Regions from separate parts of the Mus musculus genome. Here regions 2 and 3 are each linked to region 1. Evidence: chromatin contacts called from public HiChIP or PLAC-seq data. All regions are on one chromosome and are shown on one strand. Each heading gives the region's core, a stretch centred on a gene start, on an enhancer-like site or on the middle of the called end of the contact. The rest is flanking DNA. Distances are from core to core; before and after follow the strand shown. Region 1 holds the start of Smarca5 (SWI/SNF related, matrix associated, actin dependent regulator of chromatin, subfamily a, member 5). Region 2 holds the start of Gypa (glycophorin A). Region 3 has its middle 25 kb from the start of Gm31223.

The links. HiChIP or PLAC-seq counts read pairs in DNA pulled down with a chosen protein or histone mark.
Region 2: a contact with region 1 is called in an H3K4me3 HiChIP or PLAC-seq map of fetal liver, with 4 times the contacts expected there. The contact joins the promoter of Gypa here to the promoter of Smarca5 in region 1. A contact is called at or near these places in 10 of 39 promoter capture datasets (the 3T3-L1 cell line, the HPC-7 cell line, HPC-7-derived erythroid cells and 7 more), 1 of 484 Hi-C or Micro-C datasets (embryonic stem cells), 15 of 115 datasets of contacts at active chromatin or transcription factors (astrocytes, cardiomyocytes, embryonic basal ganglia and 11 more) and 2 of 9 other capture datasets (adipose tissue and pancreatic islet).
Region 3: an H3K4me3 HiChIP or PLAC-seq map of the 230-238 cell line shows a contact between it and region 1, with 13 read pairs. The contact joins the enhancer-like site here to the promoter of Smarca5 in region 1. A contact is called at or near these places in 8 of 39 promoter capture datasets (the C10 cell line, the HPC-7 cell line, cranial neural crest and 4 more), 3 of 15 datasets of contacts at CTCF or cohesin (the NIH/3T3 cell line, large pre-B cells and pro-B cells), 7 of 115 datasets of contacts at active chromatin or transcription factors (the 230-238 cell line, bone marrow-derived macrophages, embryonic basal ganglia and 3 more) and 1 of 9 other capture datasets (adipose tissue).

What each region holds. Positions count from the first base shown.
Region 1 is chr8:80,737,126-80,741,191 of GRCm38.p6, forward strand. Smarca5 (SWI/SNF related, matrix associated, actin dependent regulator of chromatin, subfamily a, member 5) reads right to left here and starts at 2,334. Exons shown (of 24, transcript NM_053124.2): 1 at 1,798-2,334. The coding sequence starts at 1,971.
Region 2 is chr8:80,492,401-80,496,466 of GRCm38.p6, forward strand. It overlaps Gypa (glycophorin A), which reads left to right and starts at 1,645. Exons shown (of 8, transcript NM_010369.3): 1 at 1,645-1,687; 2 at 3,903-3,983. The coding sequence starts at 1,654. RefSeq lists a cis regulatory region at 1,367-1,549.
Region 3 is chr8:80,922,400-80,926,465 of GRCm38.p6, forward strand. No RefSeq gene overlaps it. Among named protein-coding and RNA genes, the nearest start is that of Gm31223, 25 kb to the right of the region's middle. Within about 2 kb of position 1,717, at least 12 of the 459 cell types and tissues checked have an H3K27ac peak or open chromatin away from gene starts, as enhancers often do. A contact at or near this core is called in the 230-238 cell line and pro-B cells, where this site is marked.

The sequences.
Region 1 (4,066 bases), core at 1,084-3,583:
CTACTGTGCTATTTTATAGAAATGTATACAAGAAAGGAAGCATTAGCTAGTCCCTAATTTACACTTCCTAGAACATTACCCAAAAAAATAATTCAATGTCTTTTTTTCCAACTGTAAAACGTATCTAAGGTCATCAAATACATTAGGCAAGTGTACTCAACTCAAAACTAATTCTGACTCTAAATTCACTTAAGACGATGAAAAGCAGTCTGATGATAATTATTTTAAGGACAATAAAATAGCCAGGAGCATTTAAACCCTAATAAAATACTTTAATTTTTGAGTTGCTATTTTTCAATTAAAACTTAAATATAAACACAAATGTGAAAACACAAAATAAGTGGTATTTTCATTAATCAGATGAGTAAACTGAGTCTTCTCAGTATAGGAATATCAACAGTTTCTATTTTTTTCTCAATCTTATTCTTCACGCATTTTCTTTTCTGTTTATGTCAGTTACTGCTTGTTTGTTTTGTTTTTTCGAGACAGGGCTTCTCTGTGTAGCCTTGGCTGTCCTGGAACTCGATCTGTAGACCAGGCTGGACTCGGAACTCCGAAATCTGTCTGCCTCTGCCTCCCAAGTGCTGGGATTAAAAGGCCTAAGCCACCAGTGTCACTGGTGTCCAGATTCTTTTATTTCATGGAATAGAAATCTAAGAATCCAAGTAAAACAGCACTAAAAACTCAAAAGGCCACTTAAAACCTTAAAGGGGGGGGGGGGCATCAAGTACATTTTTAAATTGAAACTGCATTCACTTCAAATTGGTGCATTACACTAACACCTACCTTCCCCACTAAAAGTTGTTTCAAAGATTAACGTTATTTCACCCAAGCTGCCTCATAAAAGTAATGCAGACTGCACCATCATTTCCTTATAGTGTAAATCCTGCACTAAAGTTCACTTTTATAGTATTGCTTCCAATCTGAGGATTAAAACTCCCAGGAGTCTTCCTTCAGACTGGAACTACAGAATACCTCAAAACAAGGCCAAGGCCAAGAATAAAAATTGGAAGCAGTAACTTTGTTCCCAGGCAACTCAATGCCTGGGAGCATGTCCAAAGAGACCTGCCTGGCAGCTCCCCCATTTTCCACTCTCTCCCCGCTTCCTCCAGTATTGTCACCATCATCTGGCCCACTGGAGCCCCAAGAAGGTGGTTCAACAGCGAATCCTCCGAATGGCTTCAAAAGGAAGCAATGCGCAGAGCTAGAAGCCCATCATCCTTCCCCGAGGCTCCCATTCATTCAGTTCTCCATGCATACACCCGTAATTGGATGGGGATCCAGGACAGGTGCTGCGGCTGTCACGCTCGTTCCCCTCCCGGTGGAGCAGGGCCCGGGAGGGGCTTCCCCTCGTTGCACACAAGCAGCTGCGCCCCGCTTATCCCCACTGCGCACTCGGCCCTCCAGCTCTCGCCATTGTCTCTGCCCAGAACAGACAGATGCCGCCCCCGCCAGCACGGGGATGAGGCACTGGAGGCGCAAGTCCCCAGCTGCGACGCTGGGAAACGTCGCCCCTCGCCCCGGGAATCCCACTCCGGAGGGGCATCTCCCTCGCCTTCCTCAAAGTTTAGTGCAAACTAAAACCTAAATCGGGAGAAATTGAGCGAGTTCTGGGGGAGCCTGGCAATGGAGGAAACGGGTCCCCTCGGCCCCAGTAATCAGGAACATGTGTTTCGTAAGAGCGATCCGCGGTCGGGCTAGGCTAGCTACACCGAGGGGAAAAGGTAAAGGTGAAGAGCAGGAGACGCGCCGGCCGAGCATCCACCTCCCTCCCTCCCCGCGCACGGCCGCGCTCACCTCCATCTCGGTGTCCGCGGGGCCCGAGCCCGCAGCACACGGAGCCGCGGGCGCCGCGCCGCCCTCGGGGCCGCCTTTGTTGCCGCTGCTGCTCCCGCCGGCGCCCGCCGCCGAGGGCTTGGAAGGCGCGCTCTCGGGAGGCGGGGGCGGCGGAGGCTCCACCGCGGACGACATGTTCCGGCTGCGTCACCCGCCGCGGCCACGGGCAGGCGCGGCGCCGAGGGAAGCGGCTTGGGCCTGCGCGACACGGGCGTCCGGGCCGCCGGAGGAGTGAGACCTGCCCGGAAGCTCTCACGCGCGAGGGCTCCGCCACCGACCCGAGCCGGCCCAGCCGCGCCGCTCGCCTCGCCGTCCTCTTCCGCGGGACTCTGCTCCACAGGCGTTTACCTCACGGCGGGAATCACGTCGACGGGAGTGGGCGGGGCCAGCGGGGTCACGGAGGTCAGGGAAGGCGGGCTGACTCTGAGGAGGCGGAGGGCCGAGGGAAAGGGAAAGGAAAACGGAAGGTTCTCAGAGGCCTCCCGGCGCCTTCTCCTCTCCGGGAGTGGATTCTCTTCTCCAGCCAACCAGGACAGCTACCTACGCCACCCGCTCTCAACCCTCGCGAGATCGCTCGTTCCCCCTTAGAAGGCCGGCTCGCGAGGGCGCGTGCGCATGCTCCTCCTTGGCCCCGCCTCCTCCAGGCCTCTAGCGGGCTGTGGAGCCGAGTGGGCGGGGCCTCGAGGAAGCGCGTCGGCGGTGCTTTGCGCCTCCGCTCCTCCGAGTGACGCGAGCTGGGTCTTCGGCGCTCCCGTAACGGCTCGGCTCGCTGTCTTCCGCCGCGCTAGGGCTCCCTCTTGGGAACGGCGCGACTGTTAGGCAAGGAGCAAAGGCCTGGGCTGGCCTTCGTCGTCCTGCCGCCTTCGCTCACGGGCGTGACGTTAAGTGACGTTGGACGCCTGAGAAGAAAAATCACCTCAGAATTAAAAAGTCTGCGTGTTCGCTCCGTCAGTCGGCTTCGTTTAGAGAGTTCGGCGTTTGTCAAGTTCAAGTTAAGACAGAAGACGCGCTGCCCTGTTAGAATGGCAGCAGATAAAGGCAGACAAATGATGGCGAGTTTTCGCATGAAACAAATACACATTTGTCTCAAGAAGTGTTTACCAGGCGTGGTGGCGCACACCTTTAATCCCAGCACTACAGAGGCAGAGACAGGCGGATCTCTTGAGTTGAGGCCAGCCTGGTCTACAGAGCGAGTTCCAGGACAGCCAGGGCTACACCGAGGAAACAAGTGTTCGTTATTCGTGTTGCTTCTTTATCCTGCCTTAGGCTGTCATGGAGGCTACTGAATCCTACGGAATATAAACACTGTTCCATTCATCCCCCACCTACTCCCAGGCACAAAAGATCTTTATCTTAATTAATCCCATTATTTAGTCCCCACCTATGTTGAATAAAAAGTCTTTTCCAGAGTTACTTTCAAACTTCTTGGAATAGATAATATTCATATATAATTTCAAATGTTTTAACCAGTCGAATAATCGTTAACTAAAATGGAGAACCTGAAAACGCTCTCGTTTAACATACTGTAGCTCATTTGGTGAGTTGTTGGGGAGCATACATGAAATCCTGGGCTTGAGTCCTAGCACTATTTAATCTGGATGCCGTGACTCGTACCCCAAATCCCAGCACTTAGAGAAGTGTAGGCACGGTCATCCTTGGCTACTAGGCCAGCCTAGACTAAAAGACACTAAAAGTGTCTCCAAAAACTAATAGATATAAGGAGCTGGAAGAGATGGTTCAAAGGTTAAGAGCACTGGTTCAATTCCCAGCACCCGTATGTCAGCTCATAACTGTTAAGTCTAGTTCCAGGGGATTCAACCCCCTCACATATATGCATAATTAAAAATATTTTGCCGGCGGGGAGTGAGACTGGGTTATTCTCTATAGCCCTGGCTGTCCTGGAACTCACTGTTTAGACCAGGCTGGAATTAAAGGTGTACACTGTGCCACCACCACCACCCAGCAAAATAAAATCTTTTTTTAAAAAGTAGTATAAAGCCACGTGGTGGTGGTGCATGCCTTTAATCCCAGCACTCGGGAGGCAGAGGCAGGCGGATTTCTGAGTTCGAGGCCAGCCTGGTCTGCAGAGAGTTCCAGGACAGCCAGGGCTATACAGAGAAACTCTGTCTCGAAAAAACAAAAAAACAAAACAAAAAGTAGTATTAAAAAGTATTTCAAAGATATAGTAATGCTTACATATATATGTGGTTAAATACAATAATTCTCAGCG
Region 2 (4,066 bases), core at 395-2,894, 250 kb before region 1:
CTCTTGCGTCTGCCCCCTTCCTCCCCAAGTGGGTCATTTTGAGTGTCATATGTGTATAATCTTGCGTTTCCTTAAGTTTAAAAAAGCATTTGGATGAAGAAAATAAAACAGGAAGTAGTTTGAACATTCTATAGGAACACAGAGACAAGGTGCGAACTCCCGTGGGAAAAAAAAAACCATAAAAGTCTCGCCCTCCTGTTGAGATCGGCAGGAATCACCTGTAGCAATCATCTGAAGCAGAGGTAGCTGGCAGATACTCGTAGGCAGAAATGAACGGCTAAAACAAGGACGATAGACGTCGGACAGAGCTCAAGGATCCAAACTATTTTCCTCCTCTCCAACATCGTAGCTTGTGTTTCTGCATGGCGCTGCAGTGACTGGCCCAATACTACTTAGAGAAAAGTAGCCAAGCACATACAGAACCAACCTGATGAGATCTCTGTCAGATTGCATGTCTCAAACACAATTGTTTAATCTTCAGACGCTGGCTCAAAATTCTCAAAACACAGTTGTGCTTGCCTGACACATTTGTGGGATGTAAGTCATAGATACGACCTGATGATACTCCTGGACAACGAAGAGGAAGGGAAAGACTTGATGTTTTCTCCAGTTGTGTTTTCTTGTTTTGTTTTGTTTCCACATTTCGTTTCTATTATGCAGAACAGCCACTAGAGGTCGCCACGTGTCTCCATTTCCACACACTCGAATTTTCAACCTGAGAAGCCACCAGCTTTTGCATTTCTTTAAATTCGGGGGCGGGGGGGGAGGGGAGGACGCATCAAGGACACCAGAAAGAACCGCAATTCTCTATTAGCTGGTGGTCAGCTCCCGCTCCGCAGCTTAATAAGGGCTGATTTCCAAAGACTTTCGAATCAAAGCTACTCTTCTCCTATGTCCTGAGCCCAAGCCGGTATCTGCCTGGAGTTTGTCTCCGCTGTGGTCGGGCTTCCTGCTTCTGCTCAGCGCTACACACACTCCCTTTATGCTTTCAGGGTGACTGGGGTTTGCCTGGTCTTGTTTTCTAGCGTTTACTTTTGTTATTTGGGGATTGCCTCACGGTCACTGAGCAACAGAGCATTTTAAAGCATTGTAAAGCACGTAACTGCTTTTATAGCCACACGGACACTGCAGTTCAGTTCGAATTCCACTTTCCTGGAAGATTTCTCCCGACTCACGTTTCTTTCATTACTCTTTGAGCTGTCACGAGCTTGACAGCCTTTCAAACCTCAGAGTTCGCAAACATTGTGTAAAGTTTTCAATGCATGCAGTTCGTACACAAGAAGCCACTTTCTTAAGGGATCATAGGGACCCCCGCATTAGAAACACTCCTACTCTCCAAGTCCAGCGCCTGCCCTGACCTCTGCAGTCTCTATGTCCAGTTGAGTGGTCCTTGGTGCTGCCTTGTGGTGCTCACTTCGTTTACATGAAGTAAATTTAACACAGCAGGCAATTCTTTGGAACAAAGATTTTAATTCCACTCTGGTCCTCGCAGTTATGCAGACCTCTAGTTATCTTTATTAACAGACACTAAATAATGTTGCATCATTTAAATGCTAGCCAATGTGTGTCAACGGATAGAGGCCCCGGGAAGGTGGGCCTGAGAGATACCAGGAGGTAGGCAAGGCCTTCCTAAGGCTGACAGACACTCCCAGTATGACCGAGAGCACAGCTGCTGTGACAACATCAGGTGAGTGAATATTTTCAGCTTGATGATATTTTATTCTCGATGACTTATTTAAACTATGAATTGCCCCAATGCTGGTTTTCTTACTTAACTGAACCAATGACTGAGTAGTACATTCAGTTTCAGTCTGGAGGGTGTGTTTAAATAGGATTCAGCTAGGGACAGGAGTGGCACACTGCAGCCCACAACCATTTGTGCCTGAATAGCAGTTCCCCAGTCTAAGAAATGCCTTTGATTCTAACCCTAGATAGCAGTAAACTTGTATCAAGTGTAAGTAATATCGTTACATAAATAACCATGTTACTTCGCTTGGGGCTATGAAGAGACTTATTTCTAAGCTAAGGTTAACTGGTGAAGGTTAGGGTAGACTTATGCCCTTTCTTTTTCAAAACTAGTATAACCAGTTTCTCCTGCTGAGAGGAGACAAGCTGTCAGCATGAAACTGAGGGGTTTCTCTTTGTGGAACTGTTACTACTGTTACTAAGAAAACAACAACAAAAACAACAATAACCACAAAAACCTTTCTAATTGCTCTATGGCTGGGCTGAATCCAAAGTAATATGTTTTTAAAATAAATTAATATAATTTAATTTAATTTATTAAAATAATTTAATTTATTAAAATAATTAAAATTTTAATTTAATATTTTTAAAATTTTAATCGAAATTTAAATTTTAAAAATTATTAAGATAAATTGATATAATAAAATAAATATAATATAAAATAAAATAAATATAATATAATATAAAATAAAATATTTTAAAGTAGCCTTACTTTTGGCCTCCTGAGGATATTTTAAGCCATGTTCTCTCAAACACAGTGAGTGACTCTGTGTTAGAAACACATAGCCCAGGCGAGGGGGGGGGGAGCATATTTCATCCATGGCACAGCTACGGCCTGAGTCAGGGTGGACAGCAGAGAAGTGCTGAGCTCTCTGTAGGACACTGGGTGAGATTCAGTCTCCCTGGCAGAGGGTATGAGGCAAGCGTTAGGAACACGGGCACAATGTGGGGCCTAGTAAACACAGAAGTGGATGATCACAGTCAGCTATTGGATGGGTCACACGGCCCCCAGTGGAGGAGCTAGAGAAATTACCCAAGGAGCTAAAGGGAACTGCAACCCTATAGGTGGAACAACAATATGAACTAACCAGTACCCGGGAGCTCTTGTCTTTAGCTGCATATGTATCAAAAGATGGCCTAGTCGGCCATCACTGCAAAGAGAGGCCCATTGGACTTGCAAACTTTATATGCCCCAGTACAGGGGAACGCCAGGGCCAAAAAGGGGGAGTGGGTGGGTAGGGGATTGGGGGGGTGGGTATGGGGGACCTTTGGGATAGCATTGAAAATGTAAACGAGGAAAATACCTAATTAAAAAAAGAAGAAGAAAAAAAGAGATTGCTAAAAAAAAAAAAAAGGAACACGGGCACAAGAAACAGAAGTGAATTCAAATCTAAGTCTGGTATACCTGAGGCAAATCATTGGCCCTATCTTGGCCTCATCTATAAAATGCAGGCAATGCTGATACTGATCTCGTAATAACCGCATAAGGGCTGAGCTAAGTACCATTAAAATAGGTGCTCGCTATGGTAGCCATGACTAGCCATAGTAGTACACCATGATGTCTCTGTATCATGTGAGGTCCCTGGCTGCCTTTGTATTTCAGTCCACCCGACTAGAGCTGTGATCAGCAGAACATGTGGATATCAGGTATCTTTGGGTGCTCATTTCACACCCTTTCAATATATAGCCACGGATAGAATGACTGACTGTGTAATATGTTTGGGGTCTCCACAATGTTGCGACAGTGACTTCTTTATAAAGTTTACTTTTATTCCACATCCTCAGAACTTTTTTTCTTTTTTTAAAGAATACCTGTTGCAGCTGGGGAGCATGCTGTGATCCCAGCACTCAGAGGCAGAGGCAGGAGGATCTCTGTGTGTCTGGTCTACATAGCATGACCTGTGTCAAAGCAAAAAGTTAGCGAGATAGCTTTATAACTCAGAGTCCTTGTTCTCTTGCTGAGGCCCTGAGTTCTGTTCCCAGATCCTCCAGAGCAGCTTACAACCATTGCAGCTCCAGTCTTAAGGTGTCTGATGCCTCTTTGGGACTCCACCAGCATTGTGACCTTCTGCCAGACAAATAGTTGACTAATCTTATGCCACTCTGCAGGCTGTGGGAAGCATATTTAGAATAACTTTCCTGATTTTTCTTTACAGGTCATTCTCTTACAACCACCTTCCATATACCTTCAAGTCAACATTACCAAGAAGAGCATTCACCATCATTGTCAGGATCAGGTAGGAGCTATAAAACATAGGTGCATATTACACATTTCCATAGTGAGGAGCACTTGTTGCTCTTGAAAACTAGCGTTTCCAGA
Region 3 (4,066 bases), core at 467-2,966, 180 kb after region 1:
CCTGTAGTTCTTCATCTAGGTGTGGGGACTTGTGAACTTTCTCTTCACCCATTTGACTAGAGTGGTCTTGTGAAGGCATCCATATAGATTAGAGTTAACGGGTGTGACAGTATTGTCCTGTCCAGATGACAGTGTCAAGCCATAGTTGTCTTGCTGTTTACAATACTGTAGTTTCAACAAACTAAGAATACTTTCAGCAAATCTTCTGTTTCTTTCACATAATTCACATCTTTGAATTCTGGAATAACAGGCTCACATTGAAGAATGGGGCATGGGGGAAGGGCATTAGTGATAGGATCCTCTACTGAGCCTCATCACCCGCCCTCCCACACTCCCCACCTCCTCCCTCCCTTCCCCCAACCCAGCTCTGGAGCTGACTGCATCTCTCAGGGGATCTTAGAGCTGCATGAGAAGAAATGGCCTTTGGTATGCTGCCAACTAGAGCGCAGCCTTTCCAGAGCTGTCCCAAGCCCAAGGCGTTTCCCGGGAACTGGACCAGCTGTCAGTAGAAGAGGCCTGGCTTCTTTGGGCTTGGCAAATTTCTTTGGTCTTTCCAAAGAACCCTGCCTGGGTCTTGCCAGACATGATGTGGTTCCCGGTCTCTTCAGGCAGTTTCTGTTCATTAATCGGGGCATCTTGGAGCAAGAAATTCATCACATTGCGGGTATTTCCCCCAAAAGGTTCCAAGCTAAAAATATTCTGTGTCCCAATCTCTAAAACGTTATGTATTACTATGCAGCAGTCATGGTTTGTATATGTTTCTTAGTTGTATGTCACTTGAGATTAAAATGAAAAAAAAAAGCTCAAACATCAAACGTACTACAGAATTAACCTTTAGTTGTATGGTTAAAAGCACTTTCAAAACCCTTAAGTCTTGCTGGGCAGTGGTGGCACACGCCTTTAGTCCCAACACTTGGGAGGCAGAGGCAGTCGGATTTCTGAGTTCAAGGCCAGCCTGGTCTACAAAGTGAGTTCCAGGACATTCAGGGCTATACAGAGAAACCCTGTCTCGAAAAACAAAAAAACAAAACCGAAAACCAAGCCAAACCGAACCAAACCAAAACCATGAGTCTCAAGAAAAAGATAAAGGAGAATGGCTCTTGTGTGTGTTGATCACTTCTGTGCATGGTTCTCTGGGAAGGTAAAGAGTCTCCATACTATTTTATAGTGAATTCTTTAATTTTCTGCTAAATAGTTTTGCAAAGTATATAGCAAACTTTGTGAGGGGCATATCTCAGTCTGACCCTACTTCTCCACTGAAAGTTATGTCAATAATTAGGTCATCAAAACGGAGAGTACAGGGTGAGATGTAGCTTCAGTAGAGCATGTGCCGAGCTTGTGCAAAGCTCTGAGTTTAACGTCCTATTGGAGGTCAGCTGCATGGGGTGGTATACACCTGGCATTCCAGCCTCAGGAGGCAGAGAAGGAAGGATCAAAAGTTCAAGATCATTGCTAGTCATAAGGTTAAGTTCTAAGGCAGGCGGGGATACATAAGGCTATTTCAAAACAAACAGACGAAATAAATAGCACCACTAGAGACACCAGGGTGTGGGGGTGGGTGGGAGGGGAGTGGCTCTGAATGATATTGTCCCCTATTTCTTGGAACATCTGCAGGAAGGAAATGAAACTTGTTTTTGTTTCTGTGTGACTGAGAGATGAGCCTGAAGTCGCCTGTCTATTGAAAGAGTCCCTGGAGCTTTAGAATCCCCAGGAGGATGCTAGCAGGGCTCTGGGAATGGGGTCTCCACCAGCTGTTCTGGCCTTGGGTAGAAGTGTGGCATGCCTGGGAGCTTGTTGCCCTTCTCTTTGTAGGCAGTAGATGGAGCTGAGCATGAACTGAACCTTCGGAGACTGTGAGACAAACGCGCCTCTCCTCTCTTAAGGTGTTTACCTCGACTCGAGTATTTTGTCCCAGCGGTGGGACTAACACATGAGGTGCACTAACGCATGAAGTGGGACAGTTTGAGCGTGAGGCACAGAGGTAAAGGTTTCTGCACCATCATATATGTGCAGACTTCTCTGGCTGCGTCTTTCCAACCTACATCTAATATTTATAAAGAAACATGTATAACAACCGACCTTCACTATAGATATCCATATAGAAGGAAGACTGAAGGCTAACTAGAGAGAATGCCTGTGGTTGGAATTCAGGTTCTATCATTTACCAGGTCAGTAACCTTGAACAAGCTGCTTACTTGTAGCTTTCTCAACTTAATAGGGAACAAAATAGGAATAACAGTTTCTATTTTCTGAATCAGAACTAATGAAATCAGGGTTTACCGTTATTAGTGTTGTTGTTGTTATTGATGTGTGTGTGTGTGTGTGTGTGTGTGTACTCATATAGGTGCACATATATACACGTGTGTGAAGCCCAGTGGACCACCCTCGCAGTCATTCACCCTGGTTTCTTGAGAGAGGCTCTCTGATGGGCCTGGACCTTGCTGCCTTGGGTAGATTGGCTTGTTATAAGCCCTAGGAACCTACTCCTTTGGGGCTGAGATTACGTGTGTGGATCATTATGCCTACCCCTTTCTTTTCCTTCCTTCCTTCCTTCCTTCCTTCCTTCCTTCCTTCCTTCCTTCCTTCCTTCCTTCCTTCCTTCCTTCCTTCCTTCCTTCCTTCCTTCCTCCCTCCCTCCCTCCCTCCCTCCCTCCCTCCCTCCCTCCCTCCCTCCCTCCCTCCCTCCCTCCCTCCCTTCTTTCTTTCTTTCTTTCTTTCTTTCTTTCTTTCTTTCTTTCTTTCTTTCTTTCTTTCTTTCTTTCTTTCTCTAACATGTGTGTGTGTGTGCTTCGAGTAGACACAATACATGTGCATGAGTGTGCACACAACAGCATTCCTGGGCCCTGAAAGCTACTAGACACGAGGGTAAGAATACAGTGCAGCCTTCGGAAGGTAGCTGATCAAGTACAGGCAGCTTAGCTGGGCCCAGATACCTCACTGGTTACTTAAGGCTTTGAAAGGGAAGGTTCCCATCATCTGGGCTGCTCTTTGCTTTCCTGGGAGGGGAGTGTCTTACTCGGGGTAAGTGAGAGCGAGGAGCCCGAGCCCTGGCAGCAACTCCCTGTATGTCCTGAGGCAAGTTGCTTAACCTCTGAGACTTAAAATCTTCATCATCTATAAAAATAGACTAATACCTAGCTTTCAGAGACGTTGTAAGGCTCCAGGTTAACCTCAATTATCTGGCTTCATGGAAGAGAGCAGGAGATAATCCAGAAAGAAAGGGAAAAGCCACAACACAGTTTCTCTTTAGTCTTGAGTCTCTAATGATCCCTTTTTGTCTTACCAACGTTTCTTCTCGATTCTTTACTTAGGCTGGAATGAAAAGTTCCTTACATCCTGGGAAGGATGCCTATGTGTTGGGGGAATACGGGTAGGTGGCATAATTTTTGTCAAAGAGAATTGCAAGCCTTTCAGGTCATTGAGAAATAAATGGTGGTGACAGAGAGGTCACTTCAAACATCTATGCTAGTTTATGGACCAGCTGGCAACAGAGGCATATGTGCAAAGAAATGTAAAGCATGCTTAGTAGCATGACCACAGGGGACCCGAAGGGCACCTCCCCATCTAGAGATGCCCGGTCCTTAGCTGGGCAGCATTGTAGACCGTCATCATCCCACAAATAAGAGAGCAGCTGTGTGCCTCCAGACCAGAGCAGTGTTTTATAAGGGGTTTAAATGCAGTTCAGCAAGTCTCAGCTAACCTTCACTACTTCTCTTTGAGTCTCCAATGTTCTCTTCTGGAAAAGCAACATTTCCAATCTATAAAGTAGAAAAATAGATTATTTCCACCTGATGGGTTGGGCTGTCACTTGCTCAAAAGAATACACCTCTGTTTCTTTTCTTTCTTTGAGACAGGGTCTCACTGTGGAAGTCAGACGGGCTTCAGACTCACGAACTTCTGCCTGCCTCTGCTTCCTATGATTTAAGTTGGTTACATGCACTACCACACCTGGCCATCGTCATTTCTTTAGAAGTTGCCTAAGTTTTTCTCCTCTTCCTGCATCATCTGGGATAGCCATCGTCTGATCTTTTCCTTCTCCTTCTATCATAACATGGGCTTCCACCAG